Regions from separate parts of the Oryctolagus cuniculus genome. Here region 2 is linked to region 1. A link is a contact called in public Micro-C data. All regions are on one chromosome and are shown on one strand. Each heading gives the region's core, a stretch centred on a gene start, on an enhancer-like site or on the middle of the called end of the contact. The rest is flanking DNA. Distances are from core to core; before and after follow the strand shown.

Region 1 (5,653 bases), core at 537-3,036:
GCGGGTGTGCGCACCGCGGGGAATCGAATTTATTTTTCACCTTGCACCAAACTCTGAGTGTTTCAACCGCCAATTATTATCATTTTTTTGCAATGCAAAGTTAATCAAAATAAACACAGGTATCTTCCCCTCCGAAGCCGCCTGAAGTCTGCCTCCACTTGATTTCCCTTGGGCCACAACCTCGGGAGGAGTCCTGGCAGGAACCTAACAGGCATGGGTTGAAAGCATTTCAGCCCCTGCCCTGTGCCGGTCACTGTGCAGGGCCGCGAGGGGCGGGGCGGATGAAAGGGGGAACGCGTCCCCACCCCTGCTGGGAGAAACTCTCTGGCAGTGGAAGTGGAGGAAATCTGAGACACGCTTCAAAGGGGGAAAAAAAACGCCAACCCAAGGAAAGGCTGGCAAGATGGGACATAGGAAAGAAAGGCCCCGTGGAGCTTGGCAAACAGTCCGAGGTTTCCAGCCTGCGAGCCTTAAGGGCAGGTGGCCGTGGCCGGGAAAAGTCCTGGTGGTCAGGCGCGGCTCCCCCTCCAGCCGGGCACCGACCGGAGCGGGCTCTCCGGGCCCTGCCCGCACGGAACCCAAAAGGCAGAAGAAGGGCAGCGCCCCGCCCTCATCGCCAAATTCTATTTCTGGCATTCGCTGCCGTCTGCCCCGCACCCTGAACGCGGGCTGCCAGACACCCAAAGTCAGGCACCAAGGGTACAGCCTGAACACGCCGCCCAGGAGGGGGCGGTGGCCAGCAGCTCGGTCGCCGGCCCCCGGGAACCGCCCGGAGCCTTCGGGGCTCTGAGGGCCTTCCCCCCCACCCCACCTCCGGCCAGAGCCTGGGACAAAGGTCCCGCGCGCAGCCGACGCCGCTGGGAACCCAGGGCCGGCCGCCCTCGGCTTATTCCAAATCCCCGACCTGGTGGGAAGCCAGTCAGGCAGAAGGCATAAAAACAAAAAAAAGATAAATAAATGCAATAAATAAGCGAGCCCCGACCTCTCGGGGGTGGCCCTTCCTCGACCCCACCCGCTGACTCACACCTCCCTCCAGACCCGGACCCGCCCCTCCCGCGCCCAGTGCCAGGCGAGCAGGGCGGGGCGCGCGCTAAGGTGGGCTCCATCCCCCGAGCCCCAGGCGGCGGACAAGCTCCGGCGTGTCCCCGCGGGTGTCCCTGTTTACTCCGAGCCCGCGAGCGAGGAGGGGGCGGGCCCTCGCGGCCCCTCCCCCAACCCGGCCCCCGGCGCCGCGGGCCCCAATCCCGGTCCCCGTCTTTCAGAGTCTCCAAATCAAAGCTCGGCCTCTCTCCCCGTACCTTCCCCGCGGACTGGCCGCCCCTGCCCCCACCCCGGGCTTTGGGGAGGCGTCGGGGTTCCCCAAGGAAACTGGGCCTCGGCCCAGACCACCGGGGCCTGGACCCCCCAGAGCGGCCCGCAATCCTAGGCTCTGACACTGAGTTTCAAAGAGAAGCCGCTGCGTTCTCCTCGCCCACCGCCCGCTCCCAACCGCGGCCCCCCGCAGCTCTCCGCAGCGCGGGTCGCAGGGAGGCCCGCTCAGGGGAGAGCGAGCGCCAGGCCCCAAGTCGGGCAGCGGGCCCCCGGGACCCCCATTCGCGGACCGCTTCCCAGAAGTCCAAATCCCGTCGCTGCTCCGACTCCCCCTCCCCAGGGCAGCGCGCCAAACCGGCGCATGCGCACTCCAGGGACTGCCGCGTAGCTCTCCCCCCCCCCCGTTTTTCTTTCCCCGCCCCTTCCCTCCCTCCCTCCTCGGCCCGTCCCCTCCCTCTCCCCCTCAACCCCCCCCCCCCCGCAGCACTTCAGTCCGGGGAACAGTGGTGCGAGCTCCAGGCCCGTGCACTGAGGAGGCGGAAACGAGGGGAGCCCCCAGAGCTCCATCAGGCCCCTCCAAAGGCTCCCCGACCCGGTCCACGCCCCCCACCCCCACCCCGCCTCCTCCCAATTGTGCATTTTTGCAGCCGGAGGCGGCTCCGAGATGGGGCTGTGAGCTTCGCCTGGGGAGGGGTAGAGAGGAGCGAGGAGTAAAACGGGGGGCAGAGGGTTTGGATTTGGGGGCAGGGGGCGCACCCGCGTCAGCAGGCCCTCCCCCAGAGGGCTCGGAACTATCCCTCTTCACCCACGCCCCTGGTACGCTTTGCCGGAGGAAAGAATAAGAATAGAGGAGGAGGAGGGGGGAAGAAAAAGGGGGACCCCCCAGTTGGGGGGGGCACGAGGGTGAGAAGGAGCAGGACCGGAGGGAGGGGCTGCTGCTTGCATCAGCCCACACCATGCTGACCCCGCCGCCGCTGCTGCTGCTGCCCCTGCTCTCAGCTCTGGTCGCGGCTGCTCTCGACGGTGAGTGAGATTCCGTGGCCCCCCTTGGACCCCCGGGAGCACCTTCTCTCCAGCCCCCACTCCTGCGAGCGGGTGGGGAAGGGAGGCGCGGGAGGGGGTGCCTTTTGTTATCCCGGTCCAGCTGACACAGCAGCGGCCCGACTGGGGGCGGGGATGGGGTCCGATTTGGGGGATGGGGGCCCTGGGCAGATGATGCTTTCAGGACCCCCCAGCTCAGACAAAGAGTGAAGGCCTGGATGGGGAGAAGAGGGCGCCCCGGTTTTTATGATTCTAGGATCGGAGAGGCCTTCTTTCCCTCTCTCTCTGGTCGGGGAGGGCCTGTGCCTCCCCCACATCCTGCACCCCCATCTGAATTGTGAAGGAATCCGGATTTGCAATGACCGCCTGCAAAGGGGGTGCAGGGCAGGGTGGGGGCACCTTTTGCGGTGGCCTCTGAAGCTGGGCAGAGGGCAGGCAGGCCCAGGAAGGCTGTGGATGGGGAGAGGGCAGGCCCCCTGCTTGGGTGTGGGTTGGCCTGGGAGCCCAAGCCTGGAGGCCTGGGGTCCAGGCCCCATCCAGGACTGCTTGTCTGGCTTCTAAAGGGGGCACTTCCCCCTCCCAGGGCCTCTGTCAGTATCCTGGGTAGGGCTGTGTTGGGGGGCGGAGAGGGGGCGCTGGTGATGCTCTGTGACTTTAAATTTCCCTTCTTAATTCCTGGGAGCTTCAAGATGAAAAAAAAAAAAAAAAACACGTCAGATGTCATCACTGGGGAAGGGGACTGGGGAGCGGCCAGGGTCTGAGGCCAAGGGGAAGCGCGTCCCCCCTGGCTTCTGGCTGCATCCCAGCTGGGACTGCAAGGGGAGCTGGAGGTTGGATGGGGCTCAGGGCCGTGCCCCCGCCCCCCAGTTCTCTCATTCAGTAAATGTGTGCACCCCTGCCATCCCACTCACACACTTTATATACTGCGCAGTTACTGGAACTAGACCTGGGTCCTTTTGAGGAAATGGGGTGCCCCTCTCTCCCTTTTCTCTGTCAGCTGTTTTTTTCCTTTCCTTGTGAGTCACTGGTTCAAGTCTTGCCCAAGCTTTAAGCTGGGGTCATGCGGTTGGGCTGGGCTGGGTCCCCGGTTTGAGAATGGGTGGGATGTTTGGCTGTCCATCCGGGGACAGGATGGCCTGATCCCATCGCACACCCCCTCCCCTGCCTTCTGAATCTTGCCAGGCTGGGATTGGGAAAGTTTTTCTCTGAAATCAGATTATCACCCCCCTCCTCCCCCTCCCTGACTTGCTTCCATTGAGGGAGGAGGGTTGGAAGGTTAGGACGCAGCTGTGCCCGGAAAAGTGTATTCAGTGGCCCTCAATCGTGCTGTCTTGGGGGCTGTGTGTCCACCCCCACCCCCTCCCCCAGCACACATATCCATTATCTGCCCAGGAGGAGAAAGGGGGCTCTGCCTCAGCCCGGCCCTCACATCCAGCCCCGGCCCAGCACTCTCTCGAGCTCTCAGCCCTGTGAGGTGAGAGGGGAAACTGAGGCAGAGAGGTTTGGGCACGGTGGCTTCTGGGAGGAATGGAAAAAAAATGTTAGAGGCCCATCAGGAGCCCCCTAAAGGAAGGTGGACCCTTTAGGCAAAAGCCAGCGTGTCTCTGCAGATGGCAGAACCCAGTCCCTCGGGTTCCACTGGTTCTGCTTGTTGGTGCTAACCACGAGATGGACACTGGACATGTTCTCCTGAACCATCTCTCTCCCTTTTCTTAATGTCTCCCCCTTCCTCGTCTGCTTCCCCAGTTCAGACCAAACTGTGCAAGTCCCAGGGAGAGGACCCCTCCCCAAACACACACCAGCTCTGGCCATGGGCAGCCTGGGAGAGCCCGTAATCCCTCCCCCTTACCGCCTTGCCTGGGGCCCAGACACTGAACTGTCTTATTCGCTTTCCAGAGAAGGAACCCTCCAGGCCCAGCTGGACTGACCTAATGTCTGGCCTGCCTTCCTCTTGCTGTCCAGGCTGCGGGAGCAGTCCCAGGGCCTTCTCTGTCTCTGCCTTCTCTTCATCCTGGGTCCCCCTGTCTCGGCCGAGCACTGTCACTCCCCATGAGTAGACAAAACTGCTAGTGCTTGCTCCTGGGGAGGAGGAGGAAGATGGGAGGAGAGGTTGTGCGGGCCTTGCCTTGCTGGAGGGGTTTTGTGGAGGGGGAGCACTCCCAGGCAGAACCAGCTGGTGGAAGAAGGCTGACTCCCACCTCTCTCCCTACCTCCTGGAGCTGGGGTAGTGCCTGGCCAGGATGCGTGGACAGCTGAAGTGCATTAGGAGGCTGGGGTCTCAGCCTCCAGGTTCCCTGAGAGAAGGTTCCAAACTCTGTTCCCTTGGTCAGACCTCCCCTTAGCCTCATCTCTTAAGACAAAGATGCTGCAGAATTCATTTGGGGATGGGGGTCTTTCGATGTTTGGGGCTGTTTCACAAAACTTCCCCCTCCACACTCTTGTTTCTTTTCCCTCTCTTTCCATCTTTTCCATATATATATATATATATATATATATTTAATACCCTCAATCACTTCCCCCATCACTGGGCTCCCCAGCATGACATCTGCAGCACTGGCCAGGTCAAGTCCCGGCTGACTCTTCCCAATGCCTTCCTTGCCTTTGGGAAGCCCTTCTGTGCTCAAGTGCCACTCTCCCCCTGCTGTGGGTCACACCCCCAGTGCTCTGCTCCCAGGGTCCTCTGCACCCCTGTGGGCCCACCCCACCCCTCAGGTTCTCGGGCTCTGGAAAGGGGCTCCCTGACCTCCAGGAAATTGGGTGCAGTCGAGTGGGACTGCACAGGGGGGGCCAGACTCAGTTCTGCGGCGCGTTCTGGCAACTTGGTCCCACCCCCCCCCCACCCCCCCACCCCCGTGTTCTGTCCCAGATTTCAGCCTGGTTAGCAGGATCTGGCATTGTTTGGAGAAGGAAGCAGTTGGCTCTAGAGTGTTTCCGGTGCAGTGGCCTCAGGCACCAGTGTAAAACCTCTCTGAGAAAGAGGTGAGGGGCACAGGAAGAGAGAGCTGTCCTTTCCCTCTAGGCTCAGAGAGTGAGCCAGTCTCCCAGGCCTTCCCTCTGCCCACCCTCCAGGCTCTGTGGGAGGAAGCAGCCCCTCTCCTGGGTGTGTCCTGAGTTAGGCACTGTCAGCACCAGGGTCGATGCTGCCCCCACCCCACTCTGAATCTCTGGGTTTGTCCCAGGACCCCTGTGTCACCGTCCTGGCAAGCTCTGGACTAAGCGCCCTCTGTCTTTTTGGCCAGTCTGTCCGTCCTCGACGTGGGCTACCCTGGCCTTCAGACCTCTCCCGTCTGCCACTCTCAGG
Region 2 (6,370 bases), core at 4-2,503, 48 kb after region 1:
CTGCCACTGTCGGCCCCACCTGCAGGAAACTCTACTGGACGGACGGTGACAACATCAGCATGGCCAACATGGACGGCAGCAACCGCACCCTGCTCTTCAGCGCCCAGAAGGGCCCTGTGGGTAGGAGCCTGCCCTGCCTGTGCCTGTAGCCCTCCCCCAAGTCCCCGAGCGTGAGACGCTCGCGGGGCCCTTGCACCGTCCCAACCTCGGTGACTGTCCAGATGCCCCTTCCACGAACTCTCACCCCTGCCCCCCGCCCTCCTGGTTCAGGCCTGGCCATCGACTTCCCTGAGAGTAAGCTCTACTGGATCAGCTCCGGGAACCACACCATCAACCGCTGCAACCTGGACGGCAGCGGCCTGGAGGTCATAGACGCCATGCGCAGCCAGCTGGGCAAGGCCACCGCCCTGGCCATCATGGGTGAGGGCCCGCCGCGGGGAGGGCAGGCCACGCACAGATGACGGCCTTGGGGCTCCGCGGGCCTCACCGCCTCCTGCCTCCCCAGGGGACAAGCTGTGGTGGGCAGATCAGGTGTCGGAGAAGATGGGTACCTGCAACAAGGCCGACGGCTCGGGCGCCGTGGTCCTGCGCAACAGCACCACGCTGGTGATGCACATGAAGGTCTATGACGAGAGCATCCAGCTCGGTAGGCGGCAGGGCTGGGGCGGGGCCTGGAGTGCAGAGCGGGCAGCGGGGCTGGGGCAGGGGTCTGGAGCTCAGAGGGGGCAGCAGGGCTGGGGCAGGCCCGGAGCTCAGGGCGGGCAGCGGGGCTGGGGCAGGCCCGGAGCTCAGAGGGGGCAGCGGGGCTGGTGGGGCCCAGAACTCAGGGCGGGCAGCGGGCAGGGCAGCGGGCCGGAACGGAAGTGAGAGGCCTTGGCTGCACCCCCCACCGTGGGCTCCTTTTGCTCCTTCCCATGACAGCCTTGGTCACCGGCCCTGGGAGGACAGAAGACCTGGGAGCGGGGTGGGTGGTAGCCCCCACCAGGCCCAGGGTGAAGGTGGTGACCGTCCCGAAGGCCCCCTGACCCTCTGTCTGCCTCTCACCCCCACCCCCCAGACCACGAGGGCACCAACCCCTGCAGCGTCAACAACGGCGACTGCTCCCAGCTCTGCCTGCCCACGTCGGAGACGACGCGCTCTTGCATGTGCACGGCCGGCTACAGCCTCCGGAGCGGCCAGCAGGCCTGCGAGGGTCAGTGCGCGGCCTCTGCTCCCCCACCCTGGCCCACACCGCGGGCAATGCTGCATTCCTCCGGCGCCCTTGGGTGAGGTGTCTGAGAAGCCCCCACGCGGCTGGGCGCCATGGGAAAACCCAGGGAGTGAAAGCCCCGTCCCTGGCTCTGCAGGGGGCCAGCACGGAGGGGAAGCTGGACCGTGGCGTGGCTCTGACTGTCCAGTGCCCACCCATAGCAGGGTTTTGGGGAGCTAGATGCCAGCCTCCTGGCAGAGGTGTGCTGTGAGCTGGGTTTATAGGAAGAATGAGTAGCATTGGGACGCACGGCCTGCAGGAGAAGGTTCTAGGCCCACACAAAGGGGAAGCTAAAGCCGTGCCCCAGCCCAGTGCTGGAGACTGTGCGTAGGGCCCTGAGCCCAGAGCGCTGGGCTGGGTGTGGGAAAGTCCTGGTGATAAGGCGGTGAGGTCGGGAGGGCGGGGCTCCTGCGGGTTCTCAGCTGGTGGTGCCTGGAAGTGGTGTTTGGGGAAGATTAAGCTGGCGGCAGCAGGGGAGCAGGAGAAACCAAGGCAGTTAGACCAGTTAGGAGGCTTTGGGGTAATCCCAGGGTGAGCAGCAGGGTCTGGGCTGAGAGTCAGAGGCGTTTCACGAGCCCCTGTTGACTGATTTATGGGCCCCTGGGAACCTCCGCCTTTGATGTGGGCACGGCAGGGAGGCAACGTTGAGGCTGCGGAACTTCGCAGAACTTCTCAGAGCCTTGAATGTGTCCGTGCACACCAAGAATTCTTCAGGCACGGACTCCAGCATTCAAATATCAGGAACATTAGACTATTAGAAATAAGCACTTCTAGTAAGCAACGTTAGGAGTAAATATGCAAGCACGGCCTGTAGCATTCGGGTTTTTCCCTCACTGGGGCCCCTTTGGGCGTTCATTTGGGGCCAACCTGCATGAGAGGATAAAGGCAAGGGAGGGCTAGGGCTACGCGGGGAATGGAGGGCTGGCAGCAAGCAAGGTGCTGGGAAGGTTTCTGGGTGTTGGAGAGAGGGTGTGGCCTGGACCAGTCAGAGGGAGGACAAAGAGGAAGCTAAGGTCAGGCGGAGTGCCAAGCTGAAAATCTAGATTGGAGACGTCCCATCCTGATTGTCTGAGCCTCCCCCAGGGCCTCTGTGGGGAGCCGCCCGCCTTGTGTTGTAAGGGCCAAGTGAGGGGAGAGAAAGCCGCGTCTCTGCTGCCCCCTCATGTCCGTGAGAGGTCCTGCAGGCACTCGCCCTCTAGCCAGGAGGACTTTCTTCAGCAGCGCCAGGCTCTGGGTCTCAGACACCTTTGGGTCAGGGGCGATGGCTGGGGGGAAGATACCAAAGAGGAAGCAGAGAAGAGCGGTGTGAAGGTAGCAAGAGCCAGGCTTCAAGGAGCGTCGCGAGGCCCGTGCCTGAGGGGTCATTGCCTTTCAGGCGTGGGCTCCTTTCTCCTGTACTCCGTGCATGAGGGAATTCGGGGAATCCCCTTGGATCCCAATGACAAGTCAGACGCCCTGGTCCCTGTGTCAGGGACCTCGCTGGCTGTTGGCATCGACTTCCATGCTGGTGAGACATTGGGTGACGGGGGATGGCGGGACGTGACCCAGGAGCTTGGGGACCTGCACTGGCCCCCAGCACCTGACACCTGCTGCATGATTCTGGCCCCTGGTCTTGCCCCCGCCACACCGGGTATCCTCACGTGGGCACCTCCACTTGCAGAGAACGACACCATTTACTGGGTGGACATGGGCCTGAGCACCATCAGCCGGGCCAAGCGCGACCAGACCTGGCGAGAGGACGTGGTGACCAACGGCATTGGCCGTGTGGAGGGCATCGCAGTGGACTGGATCGCAGGTGGGTGCTGGGGCGCCTCAGAGGGGATGGGAGAGGAAGTCGGCAGGGACAGATGGACAGCTGCAGGGGTCCCTGGGGCTGTGTGCGTGCCCCCCACCAACCTCCCTGCACCCCACTCCCTCCGCAGGCAACATCTACTGGACAGACCAGGGCTTTGACGTCATCGAGGTGGCCCGGCTCAATGGCTCTTTCCGCTACGTGGTCATCTCCCAGGGTCTGGACAAGCCCCGGGCCATCACTGTGCACCCGGAGAAGGGGTGAGCAGCTGGACGGGCTGGCTCGGGGCCAGCCCTGGCACTTTTGTGATCTGGGTTCTCACGCCCGTCCCCTTCGTCTCCACACACAGGTACCTGTTCTGGACTGAGTGGGGCCAGTATCCGCGCATCGAGCGCTCGCGACTGGATGGCACCGAGCGGGTGGTGCTGGTTAACGTCAGCATCAGCTGGCCCAACGGCATCTCCGTGGACTATCAGGTTTGGGCGTGACCATGGAGCCGGTGGGGAGAGCCCCGGCCAGTGAGAGAGCAGAGGGCAGGGGCCCAGCTCCCACCCAGAGCAGGACTCCTCTACCCCAGAGGCGACGTGCAGAGCAGAGGGACCCGGGGGACGGGCAGGGGTGAGTGGGGAGAGCAGGGGGTGGGGGTCCCGGAGTGAGGTGGCATCTGTGCCCGCAGGATGGGAAGCTGTACTGGTGCGACGCCCGCACCGACAAGATCGAGCGCATCGACCTGGAGACGGGCGACAGCCGCGAGGTGGTCCTGTCCAGCAACAACATGGACATGTTTTCCGTGTCTGTGTTTGAGGACTTCATCTATTGGAGTGACCGGTGAGGGCTGCTCTTCCGTGTGCCGTCCTCACCCCGTCCCTGCCCTGCGCGCGCCCCGCTCACGCCTCTCCCTGCCCCCAGGACTCACGCCAACGGCTCCATCAAGCGCGGGAGCAAGGACAACGCCACCGACTCCGTGCCCCTGCGAACCGGCATCGGCGTCCAGCTCAAAGACATCAAGGTCTTCAACCGCGACCGGCAGAAAGGTGTGAGGCTGGCGCTCTGGGCCAGGGCCAGAGCGACAGGGGCTGGGAGAGAAGGTGGAGCCTGGAGGGGTGCCCTCCAAAGGCCTGAGAGACCAGGAATGGGGGGAGGGGAGAGGCTGGCGACAAGGGCTGATCTGGGAGTTGAGGGATGAGGGCCTGGAGGGTTGACTGAGCTGGGGATGCTGAGGCAGAGCAGGCGCCAAGGTCAGGGTCCAGGTGACAGGAGCACCAGAGAGCCCCTCCCCCAGGCAGACCCTGCCCCCTGTGACCTCCCCCTCCCCCCAGGCACCAACGTGTGCGCCGTGGCCAATGGCGGGTGCCAGCAGCTTTGCCTGTACCGGGGTGGGGGCCAGCGAGCCTGCGCCTGCGCCCACGGGATGCTGGCGGAAGACGGCGCGTCCTGCCGGGAGTACGCCGGCTACCTGCTCTACTCGGAGCGCACTATCCTCAAGAGCATCCACCTGTCGGACGAGCGCAACCTCAATGCACCTGTGCAACCCTTCGAGGACCCCGAGCACATGAAGAATGTCATCGCCCTGGCCTTCGACTACCGGGCGGGCACCTCCCCGGGCACCCCCAATCGCATCTTCTTCAGTGACATCCACTTTGGGAACATCCAGCAGATCAATGACGATGGCTCGGGGAGGACCACCATCGTGGAGAGTGAGTGCCCGGGGGCCGGGGGGGCCGCCACAGACTCTCACAGCCCTCCCCTGCCCCACATCCGAATCCCACCTGCCGCACTGTCCCACAAAAGTGGCAGTCCAGCTGCGCTGAGCCCGCTGTCAGCTACATAAAAGTCTCCTTATTTGGAGTCGCTGTTGCCCAACCCCCCTCCTCCCTTGTCATCCCCTCCCCCATTCCTCCAGGGATGCCCAGAGTCAGGCCAAAGTCTGGAGCCCAACACTCACAGCTCCGGCTGCAGACACAAGCTGGGGTTCCACGCTGGCCCCTTAGGATCTCAGCAACTTGCACAGGCTTGCTTCCCTGGTCAAGCCTGGGTGTGCTGGGCTGTGTAGGGAGACGGGCTCCCCACCCCAGCTCCGGGCAGTCGAGCTCAGCACCAGGGGCCAGTGCGGGTGCACGGGGAAGCAGTCGCAGGCTTAGACTGTCATCCAGGACGGCCCTGGGCTCCTTGGGAACTGCTGTTTGTGTCCACTCCCTTTCCTCCTTGGGCTCATTCATTCATGCATTCAGCTGGACCATAGCAGTGAGCTGGGTAACAGTGGGGGGGCCAGACCCGGCTCAGCTCCAGCCTCATCCCAGCCGGGTCAGGAGAGTATCCCGGCCGCCCCTCGGCCCAGGCCGTGCTGCAGACTGCAGTATAGCACACAGGCCCCTCTTAAAACCTACGGCCATGCTGTTTGAGAGGCACAAAGAGCTCCCCCATCCTCTGGTTCATTCCCCAAAGGCTTGCAACAGCCAGGGCTGGACCAGGCCGACGCCGGAGCCTGGAACTCCACCCAGGGCTTCCACGCGGGTGGCAGAGACCCACGCTGTTGAGCCATCCGTGCTGCTTCCCAGGGTGCACTTGAGCAGGAAGCTGGAATCGGAAGCAGAGCCAGGACTCAGACCCTGGCACTCTGATAACAGGGGTGTCTTAACCCCTGTGCCCAGCGCCTCCCTGCCAGCACTCCCATCACCCTGCTGCTTGAAGGCAAGAAAACCCCTGGTCTCTTCCTGGCATGAAGCTTTCAGGCCTGTCTGTCTCCTTATACATTTTTTTTTTTTAATTTGTAAGTCAGATTATAAACAGGAGGGAGAGACAGAGAGAGAGAATTTTCCATCCACTGGTTCACTCCCCAGATGGCCACAACCGCCAGGGCTGAGCCAGGATGAAGCCAGAAGCTTCATCTGTGTCTCCTACGTGGGTGGCAGGGACCCAAGCACCTGGGCCATCTTCTGCTGCTTTTCTCGGGCCGTTAGCAGGGAGCTGCATTGGAAGTGGAGCAACTGGGATACAAACTGGGATGTTGGCATTGCAGGCCTACTATTTAAAAAAAAAAAGTATTTTTAAAAATTTATTTATTCAAGGCACCGCGGCTCAATAGGCTAATCCTGCACCTAGCGGCGCCGGCACACTGGGTTCTAGTCCCGGTCGGGACGCCGGATTCTTTCCCGGTTGCCCCTCTTCCAGGCCAGCTCTCTGCTGTGGCCCGGGAGTGCAGTGGAGGATGGCCCAGGTGCTTGGGCCCTGCACCCCATGGGAGACCAGGAGAGGCACCTGGCTCCTGCCTTCGGATCAGCGCGCCGGCCGTGGCGGCCATTGGAGGGTGAACCAATGGCAAAAGGAAG

Evidence for each region. A called contact is a pair of places that touch in the nucleus more often than the background predicts.
Region 2: a Micro-C map of ear pinna shows a contact between it and region 1, with 2.2 times the contacts expected there. The contact joins the enhancer-like site here to the promoter of LRP1 in region 1. A contact is called at or near these places in 5 of 6 Hi-C or Micro-C datasets (ear pinna, liver, psoas muscle and 2 more).

Annotation. Positions count from the first base shown.
Region 1 is chr11:59,775,208-59,780,860 of mOryCun1.1, forward strand. It overlaps LRP1 (LDL receptor related protein 1), which reads left to right and starts at 1,787. Exons shown (of 89, transcript XM_051832985.2): 1 at 1,787-2,334. The coding sequence starts at 2,268.
Region 2 is chr11:59,823,893-59,830,262 of mOryCun1.1, forward strand. LRP1 (LDL receptor related protein 1) reads left to right here. Exons shown (of 89, transcript XM_051832985.2): 31 at 26-120; 32 at 271-420; 33 at 506-646; 34 at 1,058-1,192; 35 at 2,625-2,756; 36 at 2,910-3,044; 37 at 3,172-3,301; 38 at 3,391-3,517; 39 at 3,718-3,869; 40 at 3,951-4,075; 41 at 4,361-4,738. Among named protein-coding and RNA genes, the nearest start is that of NXPH4, 29 kb to the right of the region's middle. Within about 2 kb of position 1,254, at least 1 of the 8 cell types and tissues checked has an H3K27ac peak or open chromatin away from gene starts, as enhancers often do. A contact at or near this core is called in ear pinna, where this site is marked.